Regions from separate parts of the Ovis aries genome. Here region 1 is linked to region 2. Evidence: chromatin contacts called from public Hi-C data. All regions are on one chromosome and are shown on one strand. Each heading gives the region's core, a stretch centred on a gene start, on an enhancer-like site or on the middle of the called end of the contact. The rest is flanking DNA. Distances are from core to core; before and after follow the strand shown. Region 1 overlaps LOC132659941 (a long non-coding RNA gene). Region 2 overlaps TBC1D1 (TBC1 domain family member 1).

Region 1 (6,082 bases), core at 1,157-3,656, 640 kb before region 2:
ACCAAGAACTGTATCCAACATAAAGTAGACAATAAATGGCAATTGCTGTTATCATTATGATAACCTCCTCCTCTAGGTCCAACACACACACACGTGCATGCACACGTGTATGAAATATTAATAACAAAGAATCTGTATCTTACATTGCTTTAACTTTCCTTATTCTCTTTCCCTCTCTCCTATATAAATATATAATACAGAAGGAGAAATGGAACTCCTTAAGGCCTTTCCAGAGAGATTACAGAGATGGAGAATAACGCTTAATGCTTTTCCTCCTGGAAAATATAACTCTGGCAGAGTCACCAGGTTACCTGCCCAAAAAACTATGTTCATTAGTTTCCTATAAATCCCACAGCAGAGAGCAATGCACTGGCTGACTTCAAAAACAGATGCTGCTCGTTTCACAGTTCTGGAGGTCTAGATGTCTGATCAAGGTGTCTGCAGGGTCCCTTCTGTGGGCTGTGAGGGAGACTGTTCCATGCCTCCCAGTTCCGGTGGTTTGCCCTCAGTCTTGGGCATTCCTCGGCTTGCAGAAGCATCACCCAGTTTCTGCCTTCTTCATCACGAGGTGTGTTCCCTGTGTCTCTGTCTCTCACATTATCTTGTGCTGTGTATGTTCAAGTTTCCCCTTTTTATACAGATGCCCGTCATATTAGATTAGGGCTTAATCTAATGATCTCATTTTAACTTGATTTCCTCTGTTAAAGGCCCTGAAAAGTGAAAGTGAAAGTTGCTCAGTCGTGTCCGACTCTGCAACCCTATGGACTATAGAGTCCACGGAATTCTCCAGGCCAGAATACTGGAGTGTGTAGCCTTTCCCTTCTCCAGGGGATCTTCCCAACCCAGGGATTGAACCCAGGTCTCTTGCACTGCAGGCAGATTCTTTACCAGGTGAGCCACAAGGGAAGACCATTAAAGACCCTATTTAAAAATAAATTCATATATGCATTCTTTTTTTATATTTTTTCCATTATGGTTTATTCCAGGATATTGGATATAATAGTTTCTCATGATATACAGTAAGGCTTTGTTGTTTATCCATTCTATTTATAATATCTTACATCTGCTAACCCCAGACTCTCAGTTCATCCATCCCCCACCTCTGTTCCCCTTTGGCAAATATGTTCTCTAGGTCTGAGTCTGTTTGTCGGTAGAGTCTTTACCCACTGAGATGTGTAAAAGTGAGTCACCTGGCTGTATAGCAGAAATTAACACATTATAAATCAACTATACTTCAATAAATAATTTTAAAATATAAAAAATAAATAAATAAATAAATAAATTCACATTGTGAAGCGCTAAGGGTTAGGTCTTCAGCATATATTTTATGGGGGACACAAGCCCATAGTGTGTGTGCGCGTGAGTGTGTGTGTGTGTGTGTGTGTGTGCTTGTGCGTACAAGAGAACATGAATATGGCTAGCACTAGACACAAAAAAACTTGCTGTTGATCCTATCTACCTTCTAGAATGTCTTCTGGCACATTGGATGTATGACGTTGTCACTCTGTGAGTTGCAACTGACAGATGACTTGAATTAAGTGAAGCAAAGAGAGAAAGTAATTGGGTTATACAAAAATGGTGGGGAAGGACTAGTCTTCAGGATCCAAAAACTGAAGCTGCCCAGTTTCATTCTCCGCGTGCTCCCTCATGGTTTCAGCTGTCTCCACGAGGCTTCAGGCATAACACCAGACCGCCCCACACTTCCCTTCTTATAATCTTGTAACCAGGGACAGGAGAGCCTTCTTAACTGGTTAGGGAAGGAAGCCAATAGGCTCTCCTTGGATCACATGACCGTCCCTAAACTGACCCCTGATTCTTAGGGGATGAGGAAATATGCTTGGGTCTATTTAGGACATGTGCCCACCTCTAGCCATGGGTCTAGGAGTGCTCAGACTGGCGAAGTTGAAGGTAGAGGGGAGTATTCTCTCACACAAGAGGATAAAACAATCAAGGCTTATTACAGAAGGGCTTTGGGCATGCTTGCAGCTTGAAGTGCAGCTGAAGGTTTGATTTCCTGCAAACTTGTCTAGTGACTCATGTCCCCACCAGAGGTCACATAGGGGCTTTTTCTCTGTCCTGGAATCTCATGTTCCTTGTAGGATATGGGTGGTGGCAGGGACTGCCCAACTTGACCAGTTTCATTTCCCTTTCTTCCAGGGCACAGAGCTGTTCTACATTTTCCAGGCTCCCTTGCAGTTTCTTGGTTGCTAAGTATTGGCAGTGAAGTAACTGAATTCTAGCTGAAGAAATGTGCTTGGGCGTGATGTGTGCCACTTCCAAGTCTGACCCAAGACCTCCACGCTCTCTCCCCCACTACCGACCTGATGCAGATGTACATGGCAGCTTGAAGTCACACATTGAGGCTGGTGGAACCACAGGATGGAAGGAGTGTAGGTTCCCGAATCCCTGCTTGGAGGAAAGCCAGCTGCTCAGCAGACTTTCGTACAACTTTAGATTGTACACGAGGAAGAAATAAACTTTGATTGCTGGAGCAATGACGAATTTCAGAGTCTTTTATAGCAGTGAGTGTTTCCCTAACCAGCAGGTAGATTTCCTTCCCTTTCATCACCAGTGGTTCATTGCCCCTGTTGTCCCAAATAGCTGCAGGGGATCCTGGAACCAACAGAACTGAATCCTGACTCTGCTACTTTCCAGCTGTGTGACTTTAGGGAGGTCACCCACCCTCTTTGAGGTACAGGTTTCTGATCTGTAATCATACCCACTCATTGAGCTGCATTCTGCAAGCCTTGTAATTGCCTAGCAGGAAGACCAAGGAAACTGGCGACATCAATGATTTATCGGATAGGGACTCCTACGTGTCCAAAGCAAAAGTCCTGGAGTGACACTCGACTCTGTACAGCAGACGGCAGGCAGGACGTGCCAACATGCTTCATTACTGGGAGGAATGGGAGTTTATCATTATAGGGGGAATTGATGTCAGGTTGGCTCATCAGTTACCAGGGAAACCAGCAGCTGGGGCAGGGGACAAGCACGTGGGCAGTCACTGACTGAGCCCTGTAATGAGGAGGATTGGATAGCCATGTGAGTAGGGTGTGAGTGGAGGTGAAGCAGGGCTGGTCCAGCTGGGGACACACAGAGAGCAAGAGCACCGCCATCTTGAGTGGCTGCCCATACACTGCTTCACAAGGTGTTAGAAGTCTGAACCATAGAGAGGGTGTGAAAGTACTGATTGTGGATTCTAGGTGTTGATAGTATTGCGTTTTATTGAAACTGCTGCAGGGTGACTCTGTCCAAAATGACTTCCCATCTGCCTCTGGCTTCATTGGAGATTATCTTGTCAGCTAGGAGATTCCCCAGTCTCAGAAGAAAGACTTGCTGACTCAGAACACTACGTTATGTCCTTGGGCTAGACTAAAAGGCGGCTGCTGCTGATCCTTCTTTCTGCTGGGAGACAAACCACAGCAGATGTTAAATCCCAGGTTCTGACTCTGCCTCTTTGAACCTGAATCATCCTCAGTTCCAGACTCGCAGGTCTCTCTGCTTCTCTTATGCATTTGCTTGTGCACTCGGGCGTGTTCCGCCGAATGTTTATCCATTCATCCACGGAACAGACATTCATTGCACGCCAACTCTGAGCAGGAGACACAGGGGGAGAAAAAAGGCATGGCCTCCCTCCCACGAGAGTGATAAGTAATGGGTGCTGCAGTGGCTCAGAGAAGGTCCTCAGACCAGGTGCTGAGGTCAGGAAGGGTGTGTCACAAGTCTGATGCCAAGGACAAATTTTTCCAGGCGAAGGGGTGGTTAAGCTCTTTCTACCATAACTACCAGCTATCCCTAAAATCAAGCTCCTGGAAGTGGCACATGGAAGTCCTGCCCTTTAGGTACACCATCGTCACTGCCACCACCACTTTCTAAACCCTGCCCAACTTTTAAATTCCTTAAGAATACAGTGCTTTGTGTAGACCTATAACTATCAAAAATTCTTTCACTCCTCTCTCCCTCCCCATGACCACTGACATTGCATTCAAAGGGGCATAACCATATTAAAAAAAAAAATACACCATGCGTATTTTTTTTAAATTGTATATAATTGTATTTATTTTTTGACTGTGCCAAGTCTTTGTTGCTGTGCAGGCTTTTTCTAGTTGCGGCAAGTGGGGGCTACTCTCTAGTTTCGACTCTCGGGCTTTAGAACTTAGGTTCTGTAGTTGTAGCACACAGATTCCTTACAGCATGTGGAATCTTCTGGGACCAGGGATCAAACCCATGTCCCCTGCACTGCAAGGCAGATTCTTAATCACTGGACCACCAGGGAAGTCCCTGGGGCATCAACAGTTTTAAGACATTCTGCATGAAACATATGTAGTGCATACACTCTTAAAAATCTTCACAGTAAATGTGTATATATGCAAATGCCTTAAAATGTAATATATAGGTACACCTGTTCACATACATACACAATACATGTATGTATGTGAATATACATGTGTATAATCTCCAAATTTCTAAGAAAACTATTTGTTTCGTTGTGGTTACCTGTTGCTACCTCAGACACTAAAACTTTATTAAATTTCCCCAAAAGCAGAAATAAAAGGGAGGCTACAGCTTTTTTGCCATCATAGAGAAAGCCAGCAGACCCAGCAAATGTTGAATGTGTCTGGCTGACAAAAAGTTATCCCACCTTTTCCTCTGAGAAAGCTTTCTTGTTTGGTAGAGTGTTAATGACATCTTCCCTTCTTCTGGTGTCTAGAATGATGTGTCCCGTGACGCATGCCAAGGTTTGAATGACTAGAAGCTGACAGTAGTTGAATGTTTACTGAAGGGTGGGATCGGAGATGTGGTTTATCTTTATCATATCCTTATCTCTGCCATACTCTCTGTCTATGCTATCTCCCTGTTAACAACTCCTAAATTGTTAGAACTTGGGAATTCTCTGGTAGTCCAGTTGTTGAGGATCTGTGCTTTCACTGCAGGGAGCAGGAGTTTGATCCCTGGTTGGGGAACTAGGATTCCTCATGTTGAGTGGCAGAGCAACACCTCCCCAAAATCGTTAGGATTATTGATGACCATGAGAATGACCCTGAGGACTGAGAGAGAGAGGGTGGAAGCTTTCTTTTAGACTTTATTAATAATAATGGTGAAAAGAGTGGTGATAGCATTTATGAGCAATAATCAACATATATTGTTGTTGTTATTTCCTAAGTCTTGTCTGACTCTTCGCAATCCCATGGACTGCAGCACACCAGACTCCCCTGTCCTATCTCCCAGAGTTTGCTAAACTCATGTCCATTGAGTAGGTGATGCTATCCAACCATCTCATCCTCTTCTGCCTCCTTTTCCTCTTGCCTTCAATCCTTCTCAGCATCAGAGCCTTTTCCAAACAGTTGACTCTTCCAGGCTCCTTTGTCCATGGAATTCTCCAGGCAAGAATACTGGAGTACGTAGCCGTTCCCTTCTCCAAGGAATCTTCCTGACCCAGGGATGGAACCCTAGTCTCCTACATTGCAGGCATACTCTTTACTGTTTGAACCACCAGGGAAGCCCCCATATATTGTGTAATTAACTATTACAATACTAATTTTCAGATGACACCACCCTTATGGCAGAAAGTGAAGCGGAACTAAAGAACCTCTCAATGAAGGTGAAAGAGGAGAGTGAAAAAGTTGGCTTAAAACTCAACACTCAAAAAAATAAAATCTTGGCATCTGGTTCCACCATTTCATGGCAAATAGATAGGGAAACAATGGAAACAGTGACAGACTTTATTTTCTCGGGCTCCAAAATCACTGGAGATGGTGGCTGAAGCCAGAAATTAAGACTCTCGCTCTTTGGAAGAAAAGCTATGACAAACCTGGACGAAATATTACAAAGCAGAGACATTACTTTGCCAACAAAGGTCCATCTAGTGAAAGCTATGGTTTTTCCAGTAGTCATGCATAAATGTGACAGTTGGACCAAAAAGAAGGCTGAGCGCCAAAGAACTGATACTTTTGAACTGTGGTGTTGGAGAAGGGTTTTGAGAGTCCCTTGGACTGCAAGGAGATCAAACCAGTCCATCCTAAAGGAAATCAATCCTGGATATTCATTGGAAGGAGTGATGCTGAAGCTGAAGCTCCAATAC
Region 2 (5,974 bases), core at 3,278-5,777:
TACAGCCAACCTGACTGGGGGCTTCCCTGGTAGCTCAGCTGGTAAAGAATCTGCCTGCAATGATGGAGACCCTGGTTTGATTCTAAGGTCAGGAAAATCCCCTGGAGAAGGGACAGGTTACCACTCCAGTATTCTTAGGCTTCCCTGGGGGCTCAGACGGTAAAGAATTTGCCTACAGTGCAAGAGACCTGGGTTCGATCCCTGGGTTGGGAAGATCCCCTGGAGGAGGGCATGGCAACCCACTCCAGTATTCTTGCCTGCAAAATCTCCACGGACAGAGGAGTGTGGTGGGCTACAGTCCATGGGATCGCAAAGAGTCGGACACAACTGAGCAACTAAGCACAGCACAGCTTGACTGGAATCGCAGCTGTGAGAACTAAGTGTATGGAGCTATGGGCACGTATTCAATATTGCTAGCCTCCTCTCCTTGAAAATATCGGACATAGTACTGACTGCATAGAGTCAGTGTGAGAATTACCATCTAACTCTTTGAAAGTGCCAACACTAATGCTCAATACATGATAAGGATAATTACAATGGCTACTATTGATGTTTGGTGAGTTTTATTGCAAACAAGATGGGATTTATTGGCTATTTCATAATCTGCCATAGAATATTTCTAATTTTCAATTCACTTATTTTACTAACAACCACTCAAGGCTTTTTGGCATGAGTTTAAATCAGAGTAGGATATACCCCTGCCTATCAGCTGCTGCAGCTTGCGACATCCAGAGGACCTCAGAGTGTGGTCCCCAGAACTTGAAAGCATTGCACAACCTTAGGCTCCACCAAGAAACTTCAGGAATGAGGAACAGCATTCTGTGTTTCCGTAACTTCTTCAAGGGATCCCGGGCACACAGTCCTAGGATGGTAGAAAGAAATGCAGCCCTGGACCAATGTCACTGACCTGGAATGGGAGAGCGGAATCCCCGATGGAGGCAGCCCCACCCTCACCTTCCCAGGTGCTTCTGGGGCAACACCAGAGTCCCCCCGCCCCTGCACTCTCCCCTCAGTCCGCAAGGGAAGAAAGGCAAACAAGGCCAGCATTACAGAGGCTCACCTACCCTCACTGGTCTAACCACCCCCAAGGTCAGAATTACGAGTGACAACTCAAACCCCCCAGAGAAGGAGCTTCCATACTCACCATTAAAACCCTTTCTCAGTACGTGACCGCACAACACTAAGAACATGAAAGTTCACAGGCGCATTACAGCTGGAAGGTAAGTGACTGTATTCGAGGCCCGTCTATACAATGGAGTAGTAACTGACCGTACAGAAGAATGAAGCGCCGGTACGCACATAACACGATGCACCCTGCAAACACCGCTAAATGGTACGCACATAACACGATGCACCTGAAAACACCGCTAGACACATCACATACCGCACGATTCTGTTTTCATACAATGTCCAGAACAGGCAGATCTACAGAGACAGAAAGATGATGGGGGGTTGTCTCGGGTTTAGGGGAAAGGGGAGTGGTTTTGGAAAGTGACAGCTACGGCTTTCTGTCTGGGGGACAAAAAGTATTTTAAAATTAGACTGCAGCGATGGTTCCACAACCCTATAAATACAGAAAAATATACTGTATACTTTAAATGGGTGAACTGTATATGAATTTTAGCTCAATAAAGCCTTAAAAAAAAAAAACACACCGAAACACGAGTTTCTTGCCAAGGACTCCTCTTTAAGCTAATCTAAAGTTCCCAGGCAGCGGTGTCCTGGCTGTAGGGAGGCAGTGTACACCCACCTAAGACCAGGAGTAGGGTGAGGAAGGTGGGTCCCTAGGATGCAAAATATAAAGGAGGCACTCACTGTCAGGGTCATGTGCGCACAGGGTCCATACTTGCAGGACCCTAAAAGCGACTGCCTCCTTAAATTTCGCACTCAGAGCACCTGACTGCCTCACCCTAGTCCTGCCCCAATTTTGAGGCCGTTTCAAGCTCAGGTATGTCTACAGATTATATCCCCCTGAGAACAGTTTCATACTACCTACCATTTCCTTGTTTTACAAATATCAGTGGCTCCCCAGTATCCACAGATTAAAGTTCTAGGATGACAAATCAAGATCTTTGACTCTGGACTCTAATCCTGAAGGCACACAGGCTCTGAGAGTTAGATGAGCCCTGAGGAGGAGTTTCCAGGGTGCTGTAAGCAGGATTCACACCTCGGTCTCCCGACTCCAGGACCTTGGGTACCCAAGCCCTTGGCCCGCTGTCCCCTTCTTACCAACAGCAGAGACTGAAATTTTGTCTCTGCATCTCCATCAACCCTTAGAGCCAACCTCTGCATAAAGCGTTAGGACTGACTGTTTAAATGCCAATGGTTGACCAGGAAAGGCTCAATCAGGCTAATTTACAACTGATATGAGGCCTCAAAAACAGCAGACTGAGGTCAAGTCTGGCCATTCACTGTGGCTTCCCCACCTATAATGATGTACCAAAAAGCACAATTAAAGGAGAAAAATCTAGTAGCTTCAAACTATTGAAATTCATGAACAGTCCATTCCCAGTGTGCAGTATTTTATCTTGAACCTAGTCTGTATTGACCACGGAAAAGCAAAATTATATGGAAAGTAGGTTAAGAACAATCTTAGAAAGTCTTGTGTCTCTGGCAATCAGGGACTATTTTTCTCTTCCTTGTTTTGCCCACTCCCTAAAACCTTGTGGAAAATGAAAGAAAAACATCTCGATTTCAGAAGGTACTCTCCTCATTCAAATAAGCTGCAAATCAGCGAGGAAGGTACGTACTATAACAAAAACAAGACCAAAAACAAAAACACGGGGGAAAAAAGAAAGCACGCTTTCCTGGGATTGGAAAAAGAAAGAAGGGCCAGCAAGACACAGGGAGCAACACTGCCACCAAGCGGCGACAGTGTCTCAAGTCGTCCTCTTCAGTTCAGTTCAGTCGCTCAGTCACGTCTTTGCGACCCCATGATTGCAGCACACCAGGCCTCCCTGTCCATCACCAACTCCCAGAGTTCACTCAGACTCACGTCCATCGAGTCAGTGATGCCATCCAGCCGTCTCATCCTCTGTCGTCCCCTTCTCCTCCTGCCCTCAATCCCTCCCAGCATCAGAGTCTTTTCCAATGAGTCAACTCTTGGCATGAGGTGGCCAAAGTACTGGAGTTTCAGCTTTAGCATCATTCCCTCCAAAGAAATCCCAGGGCTGATCTCCTTTAGAATGGACTGGTTGGATCTCCTTGCAGCCATCCTCTTACATTTAACTAAAACAGCGGTTCCCCACAGTTAGGATGTTTTGGGTGGGTTTACAAACACAGGAAGACTCAAGACCAAGGCCCATCGCCAGCCCTTGATATGAGGAGCGCAGAGCGGCAGGTGTGGTCCACACGCCAAGTCTCCCCATGTGACTGACGCACAGTGAGTGCCGAGAACCGGGGATCAAAACAAGGGTCACCCTGGCGCTTACGGGTTCCAGTTAAGTCCTACTTGCAGTCACTCTACTTATTTACCATCTGTTAAAATTTCCCAGTGGCATATAAATTCTTGAAAATTTGCCATGAACAATATAAAATAAATCATAGTAATACAACAGTTTCTACATTTTTCACATCATAAAATAGTCATAACGAAGATTCTGATTATACTCCTTGGTTTTGCCGTTACTGGTTACACCTAATATCTACTCCAACTGATTTAACTGTGTCATAAATTAGGCATATTGACACAGCTATATTCACAACACAAAAATCCTTTGAACTTCAGCTTCACTGGATTATTTACTTATACAATGGGTTTCAAATCAATAAGTCTGATCCATATTAGATGAGTTTTCCTTTTCCTTTTTTTTAAATAAGACATGTAAAAATTTGACTGCTTCTATTGTTGACAAAATTGGTAAATGCACAGTATAACCTGAAATGCTAAATGAAAGGCATTGAACCAAGACTAAAATTGTTCCTTGGCACACAGAGGTAAGTAAAGGAATTTCCCCCCATTCCATAGTTGGGAGTTACCTAAAAAATCATTTCTTAACAACAAAGAATTGTGGCTTTTTTGGTATGAAGTACTAGGAGGAAAAACCATGGAGTATTTCTACTACCGAACATCTAGTCAAAAGTTGATTTTCAGCATTTTTTGTAAACCTGACAATTAGGTCAGAGCCCACAGCTAAGAAAGCAAACTCCTGCGCAGTCTCTGTGCCCGGCTGCCGCCCAGGAGACAAAGCTGGCCTGCAAGTGCAGCAGCAGGGACGAGGCAGATGCCATATGTTTAGCGTCACTTGGCACGCTGTCAGATTCTTCTTTATCCCTATTACCACATGTTTTGTATCACTCCATTTTCCCACCAGATCAACTCTTTGCGTCTCCAGGCAGCACAAATCCTCTCAAAAAATCTAGGTCACTTATGACCTAGATCTATCTGAGGTCCGACACATGTGGGTGACGCCTTGGGCCATCTACAGGAGCAGACACACACGGGAGTCCTGACCAAGGGCTAGACGGTCTGGGCTGGATGGACCACAGGCGCTTGTTCTAAGTGCCTGCCACTCACAGTGGACCAGTATCGTCAGTATCACCAGGGAGCCTGTCAGAAACTGCCTTCTGGACCCACCCAGATCCAGGCACCAGAATCGGCCTTTGCTGAGATCACCAGAGGCCTCTGAGCACAATGGCAGTGTGTGAAGTGCTGTTCTAGGTCACGATCCAGAGACAGCCACATAACCCACAGGCATGTTCACTCCCACCTGGGGACGACAGTATCCCTGCCCCCTGAACCTTCAGAGCAGGCCTGTGGTGGGGACCAGTAGTGGGAAGGCTTTGGAAGTGACAAAGGGCCGTTATACAGACATCAGCAACACGGAACTGCTATGTCTGCCCTAAAAGCAGCCTTAAACACATCCAACCTTCAGGGCTCTGCCCTGTAACAGATTTCACTGAACCCCATACCACCACCCTCAATCATCAAGTTTACAGTTTACCAAGTATGGACCTTCCACATACCCAGTCTCTCACAAACCTTTCACCCAAAGAACGGGTAACACAAAGAGAGAACGTTTTTTCCCTAGGGGTCCTGGGGCACCAGCCATGAGTGGCCATAAATTCAGAGCATCAGTGAGGACTCTGCTTTAAATGTGAAACACTACACAGCTTTTAGTATTCCACTTTATGATTTACCTATGTTTGTTTTATCACAAAGAAGTCTGCCTCACCAAGTCTTCAAGCACAAACTGGAGACGGTCCTACTTCTACTACAGTTTCCCTGCGATGCAGTGATGCTGCTGACATGACCTACCAGCCGAAAAGCAGAGAGCCCCCATCCTCTCCACTGCCTCTGGGGGTCAGAATGGAAATCACCCTGCTGGACTCTGCTAAAATAACTTCAAGTGGGAATCCCTACAAGAGACCAACTGGTCTATGTTGAGGTAAAAAAAAAAAAAAAAAAAAAACCAGCCTGGGATTTAGGAATATTTATGCTGGATCTTGGAGAAGGAAATGGCACACCACTTCAGTACTCTTGCCTGGAAAATCCCATGGATGAAGGAGCCTGGTAGGCTGCAGTCCATGGGGTCGCTAAGAGTTGGACACGACTGAGCGACTTCACTTTCACTTTTCACTTTTATGCACTGGAGAAGGAAATGGCAACCCACTCCAGTGTCCTTGCCTGGAGAATCCCAGGGACAGGGGAGCCTGGTGGGCTGCCGTCTATGGGGTCGCACAGAGTCGGACACGACTGAAGCGACTTAGCAGCAACAGCAGCATACTGGATCTACTAAATATTTCTAAGTAAATTTCTAAATGGAAAATAACTGTCCACCAACTTCAGATAGGTCTCCAAACATAAAGTTCAGATTCTTGCAACTTAATTATTTCATAGGGATTTTGCACAAAGTCACACACCCCTGAGTATGCGACAAGCTGACTCTCAGGCAGTATTTGCTCAGTCTAATCTACCCGCCTCTGTCCACACTGCCTGGACTTGTCCTTTCCTCTCTCTTTACAATATATTTAG

Evidence for each region. Hi-C and Micro-C count contacts between places; a contact is called where the count stands out from the background.
Region 1: a Hi-C map of omental adipose tissue shows a contact between it and region 2, with 5 times the contacts expected there. The contact joins two enhancer-like sites. A contact is called at or near these places in 9 of 16 Hi-C or Micro-C datasets (blood, hypothalamus, liver and 5 more).

Annotation. Positions count from the first base shown.
Region 1 is chr6:58,704,630-58,710,711 of ARS-UI_Ramb_v3.0, reverse strand. LOC132659941 (a long non-coding RNA gene) reads left to right here. Exons shown (of 5, transcript XR_009601014.1): 5 at 2,158-2,495. It also overlaps a transcript of TLR10 not described here. Among named protein-coding and RNA genes, the nearest start is that of TLR10, 33 kb to the left of the region's middle. Within about 2 kb of position 2,406, at least 7 of the 54 cell types and tissues checked have an H3K27ac peak or open chromatin away from gene starts, as enhancers often do.
Region 2 is chr6:58,063,119-58,069,092 of ARS-UI_Ramb_v3.0, reverse strand. The region is part of intron 12 of TBC1D1 (TBC1 domain family member 1); the gene reads right to left. Among named protein-coding and RNA genes, the nearest start is that of TBC1D1, 150 kb to the right of the region's middle. Within about 2 kb of position 4,527, at least 9 of the 54 cell types and tissues checked have an H3K27ac peak or open chromatin away from gene starts, as enhancers often do.